Regions from separate parts of the Arachis hypogaea genome. Here region 1 is linked to region 2. A link is a contact called in public Hi-C data. All regions are on one chromosome and are shown on one strand. Each heading gives the region's core, a stretch centred on a gene start, on an enhancer-like site or on the middle of the called end of the contact. The rest is flanking DNA. Distances are from core to core; before and after follow the strand shown. Region 1 has its middle 16 kb from the start of LOC112756067. Region 2 holds the start of LOC112756064 (F-box/kelch-repeat protein At5g43190).

Region 1 (5,872 bases), core at 2,765-5,264, 39 kb before region 2:
AATTTTACAATATATGTCTATAAAATAACACTACTTGGGAAATTAATAAATGATACGCATAAACATAATTCTTATGTTTTTTTTTTTTACAATATCTCTCAACTCGACAGGTTAAAGATTAATCCGTCGCAATATTGAACTTTATTTAAGGGTTTGTAGCTGACCAATAGATTATTGTATGCACAAAGTGAGATTCGATCATTCGACACTTGTTTAAGCGAGCTAATAAACTAATTACAGACCAACCCAATTTGGTTGAAAAAAATTTTTATTTAAATAAAAATTCCTCCAAAAAATTTAGCCCAAAGTTAAGAAAAACCCTAGCTAGTAACAATATGTTGAAAGTCAAAAGAAAAAAGAATAGAATGCAAATGGTGGGTGTACAAAGTCAAAAGTAATTTTGCCGTTGAACTTGCCTGCCCGTACAGATAATTAGGTGTGTCGACGTGTCGTCATCATCGTTATTGTCATACCCCCTTCAACTTTCTCTAAAATCTAACATTGCTTTCGAGATTAGCTTAATCTTTCCGTTAATCATATGAAATTCATTAGTCCGAAGGTAAATTAAAAGGAGTTTTATGATCTAGTACTAGTATTATACTATCTAAAGTTACTTGTTAATTTTTTTATACAAACTACTTACGTATTTAATTTTCGCAATGAATGAGACCATGAATTTTTTTTTATATGTGAAACATATAGCAAGTGGAACTATTTTGAAGATATATGACATTAGAAATTATTTAATTATAATTATATTATTAATATGTATTAAAACATATTATGTAAGAGTAGATTCATGTGTAACTATAAAGTTTTATTCTTTTTAAAAGGAAAGTTAAACCAAACATATTATTTTGACTTCTTTTAACCAAGCCAATATGTCGTCATCTCTCCTACTAATTTGCCATGTGAGAGTGTTTGGCAACTCTTGAACAGGAATGGAGTCATGGAGCCATTTTTCTTTCATGTCGCTCTCTAAGATTAAATTATAGAAAAAATTCAAGTGTATCGAGAACACTGGTATTCTAGTTGTTTTAATTTCAATTAATATATATTATATATATTTTTTATAATTCAGCTCAACGGTTAAAACAACTGGAACACCGGTGTTTCCGGTACACTTGAAACCCTTCCTAAATTATATATATATATATAAAATAAAAAATTATTTATAAAATTTTAAATTTAAATAACCAGTTGAGAATCAAGAGAAAGTAGATCTGACCACAAAGTACAATTACATGGAATACATGTAAAAAAAATATTTTCTAGGATTTAACAAAGGCACCAAAGGCACTGTCATATTATTAAATAAAAAATTAATCATAACATAATAATAAAATTATAAGTAATAAAAAATTATAATTTAAAATAGTATTAAATAAAAAAATACTAAAAAAATTATAAAAAATATAGATTTTACTTTTGTAATTCTATTTTAGTTTGGTTTTATAAAATTTGTTATTATAATGTTTGTGTACGCTTCATTATTATAATTTTTTAAAATAGTACTAAAAACAAGAATAGGAAGCGTACTATAAAAAGACCTTGCAAAAAGTATTAAAAAAAATAAACAAAACTAACGTTGTTATGTATATACCTAAAAAAAGATAGGATAATACAAAAAAAAATCATTTTTACAAGCATAATATAAATGGTTAATTCTATTAGATAAAACAAATTAAATAAAAAATTAACCACAAATAATAATAATAATAAAAAAATTGTAGTATATTAAAAAAAGAATACAAAAAATATTAAAAAAATATTATATAAAAATATATTAAAAATATAAAAAATTAAACATACTTAAAAAATAGTATTATAATTTAATATTATGTCTTTGTTAATAATTATTTATCTAAATATAATTTTAACTACTATTATCTAAATAATATTCATTTTATCAAAATCAATTTATATAGAGTTAACAAATATAAATTATATTACTACAAACTTACTTTTATTTGAAATTAATTTTGTAAAACTAAATTTATTTAAATTTTAATTTAGCAAATGTCAATCCAAACCTACATCTAATTCGGTGATCTAGTAAAAAGAATAAAAAAAAAAAAAATATGAATGAACATTTTCAAGTTTAAAAGAAGTGTTAAGATAAACTTATTGAAAACATTTTAAGTGCACCAAGAGTACCAATATTTCAATTATTTTAAACGTTAATTTGAATTATAAAAAATATATATAATATAAAAAATATTTTAAGTGCACCGAGAGTACCGGTGCACCAGTTGTTTTAATAGTTGATTTCAATTAATATATATTATATATATTTTTTATAATTCAGGTCCACAGTTAAAACAACTGGTGCACCGGTACTCCCGGTGCACTTAAAATATTTCCTATAATATATATTAACTAAAATAAACTATTAACTATTGGTTGATTGACTCTTTTAAACCAAAAACAGCAGAAGAAGCATAGAGATGGATCTGATGGTAACACTCATTGTGGCAGCCAGTTATAAATACTACCTAACCAGATCACAGTCTCTTTGAGAACCAAGCAAAAAGTCCAAAAGCAAGGGGTAACTAAAAATTCACTGTTCCTAATATTTAGTTCACATATAACTCCAAACCTTCAAAACCAAATCACTCTCTCTCTCTCAAGATGGGAACCTCAATCTTAGACGCGCTGAATGTGCGCGTAGAAGGTTCCGGCGACAAGTACCTTGTCTTGGCCCACGGTTTCGGCACCGACCAATCCGCCTGGCAGCGCGTCCTCCCTTACTTCACCCGCCGCTACAGCGTCATCCTCTACGACCTCGTGTGCGCCGGCAGCGTCAATCCGGACTACTTCGATTACCGCCGTTACACCTCCCTTGACGCCTACGTCGATGACCTCATCGGAATCCTTGACGCTCTCCGCGTTACTCGCTGTGCCTATGTCGGTCACTCCATCTCCGCCATGATCGGAATGCTTGCTTCCATCCGCCGCCCCGAACTCTTCTCCAAGCTCATCCTCATCGGCGCCTCCCCTCGGTAACCCTCAATCAATCTCTCAATTATATTTTAGTATCCAGCTGGCAACTGCAAGTTATAAATTCTTTTTTCTTTAATTGATTATTAGTTTCCCTCTTTCAACAAATTCATTTCTCAAAATTACTTATTTAAAAAATTTAATCATTATCAGATAATGGTACATGGTGGTTATAATAATGTTTCTAGAAGTCATCATTGAAATGTTAATGTAATTAGTTAAACTTAAATTCTTACATTATGAATTTATGCTGGGTAATTTTAATGCCATTGTACAACATTATTATGAATAGAAATAAGTTTAAGTTTTGAAAAAATAAGTTTTTGACATTTATAATCTAATAATCTGGAATGAGAGATATAATTATTGAGATGTTGTCGAACGGATTTTGATTTTCTGATAATCTATTTGACTGAATTTTATTTTATTTTATATTTTGCGAAGGTTCTTGAACGACAAGGATTACCATGGAGGATTTGAGCAAGGTGAAATTGAGCAGGTGTTTTCGGCAATGGAGGCCAACTACGAGGCGTGGGTGTGTGGTTTCGCGCCGCTGGCAGTGGGGGCGGATGTGCCGGAGGCAGTTAGGGAATTTTCTAGAACACTCTTCAACATGAGGCCGGACATAACGCTTTTCGTATCGAGGACGGTGTTCAACAGCGACCTTCGGGGTATCCTAGGTTTGGTGAAGGTCCCCTGTTGCATCATGCAGACGGCGAGGGACCACTCTCGGTTCCGGCGACGGTGGCCACGTACATGGAGGAGCACCTTGGTGGACCTAGCATGGTGGTTTGGCTCGACACCGAGGGGCACCTCCCTCACCTCAGTGCTCCTTCCTACCTTGCTTGACAGCTGGATATAGCTCTCAATTCTCCTTAGCGGCGGCGCGTGAAGTACAAGTACGCGCGTGAAGGTTGTTGGTTTAGTTTTGATTTAACAGTGTAGAGTGAGGAAAACGCTGATGTGGTAGTTAAAAGACGTAGGTACTAGCTAGGCAGAAAAAGAAGAAAAGACAAGAGGTTTGGGTGTGGACACGTGGCAAATAACGTATGGATCTTTGTTTGGGAGGGTCTTATTGTGGGGATTAATTAAGGGTGAAAATTACGTGTAGTTCTGTTAATATACCGTTTATAGTAGAAAATATAGTGGACTAAAAATATTATTTGACAATTTTTAATTACATGAAGATAATAAATTTAGACCATAATTGATTTTTTTGTTCTTGTGACTTTTAGTTGAAAGGATAAGAATCTAATATATGCACGTGATTGGCATGTGATGCACAGTCTCCTTTTTTTTTAGTAAAAGATTAGGATAATTTATATCAATAAATTTAGTAGAAATTAATTTCATGTAAACTGGAGAAACATTGGATCATTTTTATATCCGAGTTAAATCTCTTGATAAATCTAATCATTACTTGTATAAGATATAGATATTGAATCGAATAAGTTTAATTTAATTTACTACAGTAACAAAATATATAAAAAAAATAAAAAATAATATAAACATTTTTTTTTTAAATATATTCATTCTCTTTTTACAATAAAATATTCTTTTTTTCATAATCAAATTATGCATAATAAACGTTTGAACTCTTTTTTATTTTTTTTAAATTGCGCTTACCTGATTCGATTTGGATAAATCTATTTAAGACAAATGCGTAATCAACTTTTATTCATATTTGTATAAAATTAATCTTCAATTAATTTATTAATATAAATTACCCAAAAAATTATATATTAATACATTAATGTTTTTTTCTTTTTCGTTAAGTCAGTTATTATATCTTATTTTTTATATAAGTTTAATACATATTTTATATTTTAATATGTTTTATTTAAATAATATATATGAATATAGTTTTTTTTTTAACTTCCTCAATATTTGTGTTTGGTTCACTATGCTCCAGGGTCATGGGATTGTCTTTGTTGATGAATTTGTCTTAATTTTGTAAGAATATTGCTTAGCATAGGAAATGGATAATTTTGATCTATAAAAATTGAATTCAATTAAAAAAATAATAGTGAAATGATATTCAATTTTGCATTTGTAAATGAATTGATTTGAGATCACGTACGTTAACAATAAAATAATATGAATTAAGTCTTATATTTCATCTAAACAAATTATAAGAAGTGAGTTACTTTCATATGACATTTTATATTTGAACTCTCAGTTAAATTATTAGTATTTCTATCCCATAATAAAAAAATAAATTATATAATTTCAATACATGAATAATGAAGCCAAAATAAAAAACGAGTTAATTTAATGATAATAAGATTAATTTTAGACAAATTCTATTTATGATGTCAAAAGTTTAAATCTTGAAAAACTACTTTTAAATTTTTGTGCTTATCCTTAGTACAATTAAATTTGTCAACCCCTACTTGAATATCTATTTAAATTCTTAAATTTTATTGCTGGCTAGTTAGATGAAGGAAAATGCATCATTTTATGAGAAATTATAAATAATTAATTTTTAATTGATTAATATTAATTAATTTTAGAGTTCAAAATTTATAAATTAAAATGTAAAATTAAAAACTTATGATTTAAAATTTAAAATTTAATATAAATAAAATAACTTTCAAGAAGTTGACTAATATTAATTGAAAAGATTGGTTCTCTAACATTATTCTTATTGTATACTTTCCATAAGTCATACTAATAAAATTCCGTTATAAAACGCACAGGTTTTTATTCATTACATCTCAAATTGAAAATCTACAATTAAAAGAAAATATGATGAGCTTGAAAGGGCGAGGCAAGAAAAAGAATAGAAAGAGAAGTGGGTTTTAGTTCAATTATTTGATGGGACTGATGTACGGAATTTCCAAATGGCTTATCCACTTGGGCATCACTCATT
Region 2 (5,671 bases), core at 26-2,525:
TTTTCTTCACAAAACTCCCACAATTTTATGCTCCTTGAGATTCCATTGCTCCCAACCCCACCAACCAAGTACATTTTTTTACCCTCTCCTCCATCCCCCACCAATCTCAAGAATGTAACTTGATTTGGTAACACCCCAATTGGTCTCTCCAATTTCCCAATCCCCAAATCAAATTTCACCACAGAAAATGGCTCTGGGGTTGCAAAATACAAACCCCCATTAAAGTAAACACCTTGATGCTGGCGAATGTTATCACCTAAATTAACCCCAAAACGCCCTTCAAATCTTGTCCAAGATAGCACCTTTGAGTCATAGACAAACACATTACTAGAACTTGAAGAAGGAGAAGAAGAAGAGTGAGAGAAAAGGACAAAAATTGTGTACCCTTTTGGGGTTGTAACAAAAGTGAGATGCTCAAGGTGAAGATTGAAACTTGGATATTGAATCTTTCTAGAAGTTTTTGCCAAGAGATTGCACACAAGCAAAGAACATGAGGTTGGATCGGAGAGACAGAACAACCCACCGGATGAAACAAGTGTGGTGAAGCATGATGATGATGGAGAAGAATGGTGAAGGGAGGAAGAATCATTGGTGGTGAGGGAGAGGGAGATGTTGCGCCACGTGGCGTGGTTGCAGTCATAGAGAGTGAAGTGGCTATGGTGGAACTGAGGGTGTGAGAGGAAGAGGAAGTTAGAGAAAGGTGAAGAAGAAGAAGAAGAAGAAGAAGAGTGTTTGTTTATGAAAGGAGGAGTGAAGATGAGAGACCAGAAAGACTTGCAAGTTGACCTGAGATTGAGGAAGGTTTTGAGGGGAAGAAAAGAGAGGATGTATTCTAAGATCTCTGGAGGTAGCTTGCTCCAGATTCTTGGATCCATTGGTGTTGAAGAAGATCTTGGAGAACTCTTCATGATCATGTTGTTGTTGATTCTCATCGGAGTTACCAAGATGTTTGATTATTCATCTCTAAAGTCAGAAACAACTTGCGGGGTAACGTGGACTTCAAACTTGAGTCTTAGTTCACACTTTAAGTATAGCAAGTTAGCTACCATCTCAACAGTCATTCAACCTTTTTTTTTAAATTATTTTATCCGAACATTTAATTTCACTACAGTATCTATACTTTTTTTTAACAAAAATATATAATTATATAGGATTTCGCGAGGGAGACAATGAACTATTTGTACAATGTATACAATGGGTTATTGAGTTACAAAATGAACATCTCTCATACTATCTAGAATAACCATTCGTGTAATAGCGATAATAAACATCTTCCCAAAAGTTTAAACTGATTTTGGAGTTCACCAAAGATTGAATTCTTGATCTTTCGGATCTAACGCTCTAATACCATGTCATGGTACCACTGATCCCAAAAGCTTTAACTGATGAAAAAATGTAACACTAATGATTATATCTCTAATATTCTCTAAACCTCCATTGTACACATTGTATAAATATTCCATTAATTCTTCATACTTTCCCATATATTAAATGGCTTAACCAGTGATTTGCTTGTTGAATTAAAAAATTAGTAATCTAATCAGATTAATTATCAATTTAATTTTGACAACTATTTATGAATTAGGAGATTACTCGTGCTTTGCATAGACATTATTATGCATCAAGAAAATCAATATAAAAAAATTGTAAATGCTTTATTTCCAGGTCAAATAATTTTGAAAAATAATTAACACGAATATTTTATTGAATTAAACCTTAAGTTTATTAGTATAGTTTAAATCATTATACACTGTATACGTCGCCCCTCTTCCTCGTTCAGCCTTCGTCTCGTCTCTTGCCGTACTTCAACCTTGCAGCGCCGTAACTTGAGCCCTAGCCTTGCCGCAACCCACCCTTACCTTGCCGCGACGCGCCTGGTCGCGTTCCTCATCATCTTCGAAGAGGTGGTGATTTTGTAGGCAAAAAAAAGTCGAAACTAAAAAAATTTTTCAATCCCTACCTTAAAAAATAAAATTATACTTAACCCTAAAAAAATTAACTAAATAATTTATAATTATATATTTAGATGATAGCATAAATTTATTTTTTTAGAGTGATTCAATTCTAACAACTATAAACGAAATAGCCTAATTGAAAAGTTGCTTGATTTTGGTTGGAATTCGTATTCTCTTTATGGTTATTCGGGAAAAAAAATTCTAAAATCTCTAATTTTTTTAGAGGGAAAAAAACTTTCATTTTAAATAGTAATACTAAAAAAAATGTACAGAGAAATTTGGGCGTATTGAAGAATATATATTCCGCGTTGAACGCAATCATAAACATAAATTCAAAGTCTAAATCTTTTAATTAGTGTTTACAAAGACAAAGTCATTATAGAAAAACAATTTAATATTAACACCGCCATCATCATCATCAATTAATCATCATCTCCATTGATACATAAGTGACAAGTCAAATCCAAGTAATATCATCATAGAATTCAAAACTAATATCACCCCATATATACATAGTATCTTTTGAAACCTGCATTTAGTAATTAATGATGACTCATACAATTCATGCTTATCTATGTCCGAGTCAAATTCCAACATTTTAAGATTTTGTTTTTGGGTATTCAAGATTTTTTTTTTTAATTTTAGATCATGAAAACAAATTGATTGGATTGTATGAAATGGGCTCTTTTTGGGCTTCATAAGATTTATAGTATTTATAATTTTACATTTTGTATTGACTGACCCTTTTGGGCTATTTCTTTTGGATTTTGTTTTTTGGACAATTCTTTTCGGTAAGAGAAATTATTTATTCTTCTAAATATCTGTTTAATTTCAAGACATTAGAAATTGCCTATTTTTCCCTGACAAAAAAAAAAAAAAAAAAAGAAATTGCCTATTTTTCATTTCATTTTGTATTAGACAATGTTTAAGAACATCTCATGTCATAAAACCACTCATCCCAAAGGTTTAAAATGATTTTGGGGTTCACCAAGAATCGAACTCTTGACATTTCGAATCTAACACTCTAATACCATATCATGAAACCACTCATCCAAAAGCGTAACCTGACAGGACAATGTAACACTAATTGTCATATCTCTAATATTTTCTAAATCTCCATTGCATTGTACACTTAGACCATTAACTCCCTATACTTTCTCTATGCATCAACTTTGTGTAATTTGAATGGAATATATATCGAACTTAAATTTTGATTTAAAGTGGTAGGTTTTTTGAGCTTTCGGTAGAACCTACACACGAATTCATCAGCAGAACACCGACTCAAATCTTGTCAAGCATAAAACTTGATTCCTTATTAGTATTAATAATTCATAGTTGCCACAATATTCTCTACACTCTTTCTCAGTTAGTTGGGGCATCTTTTGTTATTAGTCCATTGAATTAGAATGAAATATTGGCCTAAAAGACCAACCACGTGGTACTAATATTAATAGATTCTCCCAAGTCTTTTTTGCTTTATTCCTTATTATATATTTAACCATTTTTCATTATGAGTATCCAAGCAAAAATCATATAGCAATAATATTAATATAGAGATTGCTATTATTATGGAGAGAGGATCAAGTGACATAGTTACTAAGAAGACATGGTTATTCAAGAAGCTAAGGAAGAAATCATGGAGTTGGAAGTTTTTAATGTCTTCATTGAAGTGGAAGAAGCTTTGTTGGCCACTTTCTTTCATAGATGATATGATTTTCAAAATTGTGTCAATTTTTGAAGCTATTGCATTGGTCTCAATGCTCTCTTTTTTCTATCTTTGTTGTGGCTGTAGTTTCTAATTAGTTGATATTGCATTGCACAGTTTTTTTTTTTTTTTTTTTAATTTAGAGTAAAGTATTGTTTTTGTCCCGACATTTGAGATAAATCCTATTTGTGTCTCTAACGTTTAAATTGTCCTATTTGTATCCCTAACGTTTGTAAAAGTGATTCAATGTTATCCTGCCGTCAATTACACATCATGAACGCTTTAGTTTGAGTTTTAAAAATCTCTTCTTGAAATTAGAATACAAATGTCTAGGATAGAATCGATGATCCACTCCAAAAAATAGCTCATCAAAAGTTGAAACTAATTCCTACAACATTTACATAATTCACTTTTTTAGGAACATAATTGAATCTAAACACAAATAGTGGGTATAATATTAAAATCGAGCACATCCAAGGGAGACCTAATTGAGAATGAATACATCCAAGTGAGAATAATTGAAAAATATAATCTGATTTGTTAGTGTAATTGATAGTAGGATAACATTGAATCACGTTTATAAACGTTAGGAATATAAATAGGACGATTTAAACGTTAGGAACACAAATAAAACTTACCCCAAACGTTGGGGACAAAAACGATACTTTACTCTTTAATTTATAATGAACAATAACCTTGTTATTAGGAACACTATATATTATTCATCTATAAGATTTTGTTTTTTGTTTTTTGCTGTTATAGCTTGATATCTTTTAATATACATTGAAAATAAATTTGTGAGCAACCCTAAGGAAAACATTATTTTGGAAATTAAAGATTTAACTAACAAGTATCCAATTCATTTACTATCATATAAGAAATTTATAGATTTTTTTTTCAAAATAAATAATATTAAGTGGTGCTCGTAAAATATTTATTAACAAAACTTAGACTAAAAGCTTGTTGAACCTCCACCCAATTGCACCCAATTGCAAGTCACAATCATGGAGGTTTAATTTATTATGAGTTGACAAAAGTCAACCACAAAAATTCAACATTTTCAAGATTTATTTTGTAAAATTAAAACATTTTCTCTCCTCCCTATAAAAACACTATATCTTAATAAAATGTATCAACCAAGTTGCTTCAAAATATGATGAATTCTGCTATTCTCACTGATTGTAGCAGATGATGAACTCTTAAAGGGGAAGGAACAATGGAGTTGCTTCAAGGACAAGTTACCACTCTCAAGAAGGGGATTATGAAGGGATCATAAACACTGGAATCTTTAACTTTTTGTGGCAGTGAATGAAGAAGTTGAACACTTTATATGGCAACAGGTTAACAAGGAATTCAATGTAATTGGGATCACACACATCATTTTAACCCTAATGTTAGTAAGTTCTAATTTTTAAATCCTTGTTTTGAGTACAATACTCCATCATTTTTTTTTAGTTTTATGCATTGAGGATATTTATATAACGAGGAGTGCTAGGTAAATAATGACCATTTTGAACAACATGAACAACAATCACCAATCAAATAAAAATACACTACATCCTAATTTAATGCTACTAATTAAATTTAAGATTAATTTACTCTTTTAACCCTATTATTCATATTGTTCACACATTGTTCAAAAATATTGTTGGTTACCTATACTTTTCCTTATATAATTTGTATTAGGTGCTACTGTTTTTACCGAAAATATTAGCGCTCCACCACCATTTTTACGCAATATTCCACTAGAAGTATTGGCCTTCCACTATTTTATTTTTATGTATCTCTTCATGTACGAAATGTTTTTTTTTTTTATGTTCTTTTTAACACATTCATGAAAGTGGCAAGTTCGTAAGAAAATTTTAAACTGATTAAAATGAACAAAATACTATTATATTCATGAAAATATGTAAAAAGAGATAATGACTGAATATAGATCTAAAACACATTTTAACAAAACTAGTTGAGCAAATTTAAAAACAAAATTTTTAAAAGACACTGATTTAAATTA

Evidence for each region. A called contact is a pair of places that touch in the nucleus more often than the background predicts.
Region 1: a contact with region 2 is called in a Hi-C map of an unstated tissue, with 2.2 times the contacts expected there. The contact joins the enhancer-like site here to the promoter of LOC112756064 in region 2. A contact is called at or near these places in 2 of 8 Hi-C or Micro-C datasets (leaf and an unstated tissue).

What each region holds. Positions count from the first base shown.
Region 1 is chr6:116,126,918-116,132,789 of arahy.Tifrunner.gnm2.J5K5, reverse strand. It overlaps the pseudogene LOC112756068. Among protein-coding and RNA genes, the nearest start is that of LOC112756067, 16 kb to the right of the region's middle. Within about 2 kb of position 4,014, at least 3 of the 3 cell types and tissues checked have open chromatin away from gene starts, as enhancers often do.
Region 2 is chr6:116,084,914-116,090,584 of arahy.Tifrunner.gnm2.J5K5, reverse strand. LOC112756064 (F-box/kelch-repeat protein At5g43190) reads right to left here and starts at 1,275. Exons shown (of 1, transcript XM_025804485.3): 1 at 1-1,275. The coding sequence starts at 932.